Regions from separate parts of the Zea mays genome. Here regions 2 and 3 are each linked to region 1. A link is a contact called in public Hi-C data. All regions are on one chromosome and are shown on one strand. Each heading gives the region's core, a stretch centred on a gene start, on an enhancer-like site or on the middle of the called end of the contact. The rest is flanking DNA. Distances are from core to core; before and after follow the strand shown. Region 1 holds the start of LOC103646317 (C2 and GRAM domain-containing protein At5g50170). Region 2 holds the start of LOC100383438. Region 3 holds the start of LOC100216620 (Ribonuclease H2 subunit B).

What was found. A called contact is a pair of places that touch in the nucleus more often than the background predicts.
Region 2: a Hi-C map of bundle sheath shows a contact between it and region 1, with 2.5 times the contacts expected there. The contact joins the promoter of LOC100383438 here to the promoter of LOC103646317 in region 1. A contact is called at or near these places in 4 of 25 Hi-C or Micro-C datasets (bundle sheath, ear, leaf and 1 more).
Region 3: a contact with region 1 is called in a Hi-C map of leaf, with 6 times the contacts expected there. The contact joins the promoter of LOC100216620 here to the promoter of LOC103646317 in region 1. A contact is called at or near these places in 11 of 25 Hi-C or Micro-C datasets (bundle sheath, ear, endosperm and 3 more) and 1 of 3 datasets of contacts at active chromatin or transcription factors (leaf).

Annotation. Positions count from the first base shown.
Region 1 is chr2:39,402,910-39,405,417 of Zm-B73-REFERENCE-NAM-5.0, forward strand. It overlaps LOC103646317 (C2 and GRAM domain-containing protein At5g50170), which reads right to left and starts at 1,257. Exons shown (of 7, transcript XM_008671046.4): 1 at 744-1,257. The coding sequence starts at 1,170.
Region 2 is chr2:39,702,829-39,705,336 of Zm-B73-REFERENCE-NAM-5.0, forward strand. It overlaps LOC100383438, which reads left to right and starts at 1,256. Exons shown (of 12, transcript NM_001362084.1): 1 at 1,256-1,726. The coding sequence starts at 1,495.
Region 3 is chr2:39,673,398-39,675,905 of Zm-B73-REFERENCE-NAM-5.0, forward strand. LOC100216620 (Ribonuclease H2 subunit B) reads right to left here and starts at 1,256. Exons shown (of 10, transcript NM_001143033.1): 1 at 1,046-1,256; 2 at 556-612; 3 at 295-396. The coding sequence starts at 1,157.

The DNA.
Region 1 (2,508 bases), core at 7-2,506:
CATATTCAAACTCATTGCCGTTGATTGAATTGCCTAAAGCGTACCATCACCCGTCACTAGCATTTCTATCCCAAGTAAAAAGTGGTCAATCCTAGATTTATGTGCATGCTTTGAACATATTAAATCTGAACCTTTCATCCAACATTTAACGACTGTCGACTAGACGGGCGGGGAGTTTTTCTATAAATATATAGAAAAGAGGTTTTTTTTTCCATAAAATAGGCCAATTTAACGTTGGACGAATAGTCCAGATTTTATTTGTACATTTGGCCAGGGGAGAGGCCGACCAAGAGACACTAATTTAATTTAGTGACAATGAGCTCTAAATTTTAGACTATAAGATTTAAGAATTGGATCGGATTAGAATCGGACTATATTTCTATTTATTTTTTAAACTAAATTTATATAGGGTCCTGTAATTTTGTGAAGAAGCATTTGGATCACGATCCATTGCCACCCCTAGCCACAACACTAGGATCAGCGTTCTATCAGATTAGAACCTGACGTTCCGTACTAAGCATCACGGTAACTAATAATTATCAGACGTATCACGTATGCGACCGACTTCGTAGTCCGTACTCCGCAATCCGACTATCAGAGTACTTGCCAATGACAAACGGTTACTGAAGTTTAGACGCCTGAAAAGCGGCAAGCGGCAGGAACTGGCAAAGACGCATAAGCACAGCACGGCAGAAACGTCAAGCGTATGTATCATGCTCGCGAAAGCAAACTTGTGCACGCACCGCAATCCGCCGCGGCTTCGTCGCCACCGTCGACGCCGACAACGCCCTTCCGCCGTCGCTGCAGCTGCAGCGTGAACCACGTCGGCGGCACGGACCGCCTCTCCCCCGGGGCACCAGCAGCAGCGGTGGCGGCCGGCACGGGCAGCCTGACCGTGCCCACCACCTCCCTCCCTCTCGCTCCCCGCCGCGCCACGGCGACCTCGAGCTCCTCGCCCCCAGCAGCTCCGTCCGACCCCACCGCGAACACGAACTCCTCGTTCCACGCCGCCGCCACTGCCGCGCCGCCCAGATCCGACGCCTCCACCGCCCGCGTCCGGAACCGCTGCTTCCCCACCGTCACCTTCGCGTAGAACAGCACGACGCCGCCGCGGCGCTGACGCGGCGCCGGTAGCCCGCGCGCCTCGAGCACGTACACGTAGAGCCGCATGGCGGTCGATCGCGGTAGCTAGCTATGAGGAGGGACCTTGGCTCGGAATTTAACTATTTAAGTAGTAGGGACCTTGGCGGGCGGGCTGGGAAGCGTGGTTGTAGACTTGTACTAGTAGTTTGGAGGTGGGGGCTGGGGCCCTGCCTGACGTGTGCCGATGGCGCGGGCACGCGGCGGAATGAGCAGCGCGACACGCGGCGCTGGGACGATGAGGCGGCGCGGTTTCCGGTTTGGGCTCGGCGTTAACGTCTTGAGTCTTGACTGACTGACTGAGAAAGTGGGGGAAAGAAAGCTGAAAGCTCCGAAGCTCTTTGGAAGTGTTTGGTTTTTTGAATAATTTTTATTTTCTCTATTCTATTCATTTTAGTCCTTAAATTATTAAATATAAAAATTAAAACTATATTTTAGTTTCTATATTTAACATTTTAAAGATTAAAATAAAATAAAATAAAATAACTAAAAATTAGTTCCTAGACTAAACCCAACACCCCCACAGTTGTCACGGCGAGCCGCGAGCGATGCGAAGGCGTTGCGTTCGCGGCGCGGCTTTGAATTCTTCGGGCCTTCCAGATGTCAGATGACCGTCCGTGCCTGCTCGTCGTGGTGTCACTCGTGTAGCACATGCGCCGGTCTCGTCTCTCCAGAAGTAGAAGCGGATAAAGGCAAGACAAAACCACCATGAACGCATGGCTTGCCAACAGCAATTTTTCTAAGGCTTCTTCGAGGAGCGCCAAGCAGCGGTTTGCCCATCTTCACCGGCGCTCTAAAACAAACATTACTCGATCGTAGCTACATGGCAATAATTTCAAAGCATTTACTTTGTATGCGGAGTCAAAATATTTACAATGGACGTGTTTGCCGCCATGACCCAGTAGCCTGGCTGCACTCCCAGGCTGCAGTTTCTGTGTTTGCGTCGTCTGGATTGTTCGGGAGCCAGACTATGCACGTGCAAATTGAGTCTCTCAGCCTGGCTCCACAGAAACGAGCTCAAGGTCCGTTTCCTGGGAGCCTGGCTGCTCGTGGCGCAAAGATTCCGCGTTTAGGTAGTTTTGGTCTTCTAGCCTGGCTGCATATTGGGTGACAAACATCAGCTCATCTGAGTCAGACTCATATGGTACAAGTGCGCAAACAAAGTGAGTTGCAGTAGCCGGGAGTGGCTAGCCTCAGCCTGGACCAGTTGAACGGGCCGAGCTGGCCAAGGACAGGGTCACAAACACGCCCAATAAGACCGCGCTCAGCAGAGCTGTAAACTGCGCTGTTTATATAATATAAAATCTGGGTCACAAACACGCCCAATAAGACCGCGCTCAGCAGAGCTGTAAACTGCGCTGTTTATAT
Region 2 (2,508 bases), core at 6-2,505, 300 kb after region 1:
TTATTTGTTGTGTTTCTTTAAACCAAATGTGTACGTATGACACATATAGCTTATGTTAATTAAATTATGTCATAACTAAAGTTGTACAAATAAAAAGATTTTACCACAGTTAAGTAAATCGTGCACGCATCAACTAGATCTAAAGAAATAATTTTATACTTAAGTTTACACAAATTACAATTCAATAAATATATATTTCAGCTATCCTAGGAAGTAAATAGGTGATTTTGGCCATCCACTCTAATCAAGTAAATGGTCACATTTTTTTACGAGTACCACAACAAGCCTCCTATCACATTTTTATTAGTAGGTCCATAATGTAATAAGAGAGCTTAATGTACGATTTTGTGATAGGCGCACCTTGACTGCAATGTCATGTAGATTTATGGCTTGTTGTGTGCGAGATGGGATTCCGTACTTCAACATCATTTTACAACGACATCTACCAGAAAATGTTACATGAAAACAGTTTCAACTAATTCAAGCTAGTTTCTTTTTTTTGGGGGTAAAAATGTTTTGAGGAGAAGGTTTAAACCGAGCCTGCTTTTTATTGAGCAAGATAAGCTACTGTATCATATGAGAAAGAATATAGACCAAAATGCTATTTGTAGAATCTGAAATTTATTAATAGACACCTAATCGAAGTGTATGTTTCCTCGGTTCTAAAGTAGTTGAACCCAGAAAGTTTTTAAAAAAATAAAAAAGTTGTGATGAAAGAAAATAACAAGAGAGATAGAAAGAATTGTGAAATGATAGATCTAGACCAAAACCTTTTTTTGTATAATCTAAAATTTAATAATTATTTACTTCGATGGTTCTAAAATAGTTTAATAAAAAAATAAAGGAAATGAAAAAGGTTGATGAAAATAAAATAAAGAGAGATAGAAACATTTGTGAAATGATTTTTTATCCCATTATACATACACAAACACAAAATCGGAGTAGATTCCAGAATTTTCCAGGCCAATTAGTACCCGTCGCCTTAATGCAAAAGCGATAACCTAATCGCAACAAGAATAGAAAAATGAAAACGCAAAAAAAAAAAACAGAACAATCCAGCCCATCCACAGCGCCTTTCCCCTGCCTTTCTATAAAATCCACGTGAGGCCCCGACGCATCGCTCTCCAAATCACTCGACGCAGCAGGCAGCACACAACCCAACACTACTCTCCCTCCCAGTCTCGCCAACGCCACCACCCCCACCATTCCAAACCCCCGTCTCCCACCGGCTGCCGTTTCCCTCCCCCCTCCCTCCCTGCCTCCCTCGGCGGCTCCTCGCGGACGGAGAGAACCCCGCTCCCTTGCCTAGGGTTCCCGGAACCCTAGCCCCGATCCGTACGCGCGAGGGTCCCCGGCGACGAGGAGGCTGCTGTGAGGGGAGGGGGCAGAAGGCGCGGGAGGCGGAGGCCTGTGCTGTATGTCAGATCGTGGGAGCCGGCGAGGCGGAGGCGGAGGAGGAGACTACGGACACGGTCAGCTCGCGAACCCGCTCCAATGGCCGCAGCTAAGGAAAAGGCGTCGGTATGCTGCCGCGATGCGCCCGCGCGTGTCGCTGGCGCCCCAGTCGTCCCCATGCGCGCGATCGCCGCGTCCCCGGTCGGCAAGGTCGTCGCCCTCGCCGCGGGAGGCGGTGAGCGCGTTTCTGCGTCGGCTGCTGGCTCAAGCGGCGCCGTGATCGAGGAGATCGCCGCGGTCCAGCCCACCACCGCGAAGGCATCCTCCAAAGGTAGCCGCCCGTAATCGCCGCTACCTCCCTCCATCTCCTTGGAATCTATTGATTGAGTCACGACTAATGTTACGGGAGTTCCCTGCCGTGCATGGATCTTAAATTAGGTGAGGCATGCCATGATGGGTGTTTCTGCCGATCACGATTTTTGGTGAGCTTAGATGTTGATTGTGGAAACGCAATCTGGTAGCAGTCCATCGTTTCGTGCGCATGCAAAGCAGAGGATGCAGATTAGCTTGTAGGATCTGCCAGGTTCAGATACGTGGATGATATTTGCACCAACAATATAGGAGTAGTTCTCGTGTGCATACGACCAGATTGTACATATTAGTAGGTCTTGAAATCTGGGCGCGTGGAAAATTATATCTTGTAGAGGCAAATTGTGGTTTACTCTGACTGGCTAACAGGTTAAGTGATGATTGGAGCACGGGTTTGATGTGATGTCTAAGACCACGGAGCCATACTAGTCGGTCTTAGCTGTCACAAATATAAAAATATAGTCACGCTTTGTAGCCTACCGTTCATAACTGTGCAACAGTTTGGTGCTCCAATTTTTCCTCTCTCTTTGATCACTAGTTGTAGTGATCAACTTGTTTTTTACTTCCGCATATGACGAGGTTTCCGCCTTTCCGGTAGGTAAGTGATCAAAATCTCCCAACCTGGATAAATGATGTCAGCTTGCCGACGGACGCATATGCTGTATGTTTTTAAGTTCTTTTTTGGATCATATATATATGTCAACAGAGTTTTTGGCATTCGCCACTAGCTTAGCTGGCGTAGCA
Region 3 (2,508 bases), core at 6-2,505, 270 kb after region 1:
TATCTGCTCAGAAATGTTTTATTTCAAGCATTATACTACTCGGCACTCGGAATGTAAATGTGCCATATATGGTATAAAAAAACTCATCTCATTATCTTATAATATTCCTTTTTAGATAGATTTAACAAGATGGTTTGAAGTGGTAGGGAAGAAAACCGTGTGTGTGTCATGAAAATGTCTATTCATTGCTACACGGTGATAAGTGGCATGATTAACACAAAGTGGGGAAACATACACATTTGAGAGGTAATGGGAAACTGTACATGTGTATAGATATTTCACTATTGTACATACCTTCACAAACATAATCTCCCAAGAACCAAGCACCATAACGCTCCTTAAACCAGTTGATCTCTTGTAGTTGGCCATCAATAAATAGATACCCTACTTCATCTCCTGGTTCATGACAAGACAAAGGTCAAGTTCGAGATGTTGACCGACTATTCGCAAGCGCCAAGATGGCAATCGCATATCATATCGTATTTGTCTAGATTTCTGGATCAGAAGCTCATACTGGAAAACACTAGGTATGCACACATAGGTCCATCACTTCACCTGATCTTGGATGTTGAAGTGACAGAACAATCCCTTGACCGCTGGCATCAGAAGGGCCTGCAACGCGCAAAGGAATATGAATTGTGGGTCTGACTAAAAACGCCGAGCTCAATTCATACAAAAAAATCTTCAATAAACTGTCATCAGCAACGTCTCCCCACAAAAAAAAATCAATCTTCAAAACCCAATGGCACCTGCGCAATTTGAACAGTTAGAACCAGCTGGCGTTCGATTGGAACTCAAAGTAACAAATACATGCTGAGGCCTGACCGCCTGAGCACGTCCGCGGGAAGAAAAAAATTCAAGGTATGAGTTCAAAATCCGAAACCGCAAAGTGCAACAGAAACCCAAATGACACAAATCCGGAACAGTAGAATCAGTTGATGGCCTGTGCTCTACCCTAACACTCATCCCGCGGCCAAAATCCCTAGTTCGAACTAGAGCAGTATAGGGCACAAACGGAAGGTCGAGGGTGCGGGTGGGTGCTCACGGTGGGAAATGAGGACGCGAGGCGGCGGCGCCAAGCTGTCGTGCCACGGCGTCATCGCGGCGACCGATTTGCCTCCTTCGACTTCGCCGGTGCTGCCTCTACCGCAGGACATTGGGTCTGCTTCGGCTGGGGGGCGGAGGGGGAGAGGGGATTGCCTGATGGGGCTGAAACCGGCCCGGCAGCGGGAGCGGGAGCGCGCGCGCGGGAAGTCAGTGGGCGTAGTCCTGCAGTCGTAGGGTTTTGCCGCCCGAAAAGGCGGGTGCCAGGCCAGCACGACTGCACAACCAGATCGGCTGCCTTACGGCACGCTGCCGTGCGCTCGTCGTCGATCTCCGATCCAACGGTGATGTGCCGCCCTTCTCCTTCACTAACGCACAGAACGGCCCAGTATAGAAATCCCAGCCCACTTCATTTCAGATGCGCCTGCAGGCCACTGGCCACAGCTCCCCACGCAGCCAGCCCACTTTGTTCAGCCAAATAGAACACAGAGAAGTAAAATTCAGTTTTCAGATCATCGCTGCTTCACAACTAGATTGCAGAGCAGTACGCAATTAGCAAGAACAAAATACAATGATAAATTCAGCCAAATAGAGTGCACACCATAGCAGTACACAATTCAGCCAAATATAGTGCAGAGCAGTATGCAATTAGCAAGAACAAAATACAATGAGCAATTCAGCCAAATAGAGTGCACACCAGAGCAGTACACAATACTTCAGCGTTTGCGCGGAGAAAGTCGACGAGCACTGATTTCTATTTGGGCTTGAGCTGGGAGCCGATCCGCAATATCTTTTCGCCGGAGCCGCTGGGGTCGAGAGGGACGATCTTCGTTGCTTCCACCGGCTCGAAGTTGTCGACATGCTTCTTGGGGTCGGGAACCTCCCCGGCGAGGTTCTCCAAGTCGACAATAAGCGTCTCGACGTACTCGACGCACTCGACGTCGCACTCGTAGGTGTGGCGGTACGTTAGGCCGACGGTAATGATGTCTGCTGACCCCAACATCTTCAACTTCAGGTAGGTGTAGTTCAGGACGGCCATAAATTTGTCGTAGCACGGCCTCCCGAGCACGGCGTGGTAGGTGCCTCGAAACCCCACCACCTCGAAGGTGAGGGCCTCCTTTCTAAAGTTGGCGGGAGTCCCGAAACATACGGTAAGATTAATCCGCCCGAGGGGATGCACTTTTTTGCCAGGGGTGATGCCGTGAAATGGCGCAGCCCCAGCCTGAACCTGGGATCTTTCGATCCCCATGAGCTCCAAGGTTTTCGCGTAGATGATGTTGAGGTTGCTGCCTCCATATATGAGCACCTTGGTGAGGCGAGTGTTGCCGATGATGGGATCGACAACGAGCGGATACTTCTCGGGATTTGGGATGTAATCCGGGTGGTCATCCCTGTCGAATGTGATGGCACGGTCGGACCAATATAAGTAGACCGGTGCCACTACCTCGACCAAAAAAAACCTCC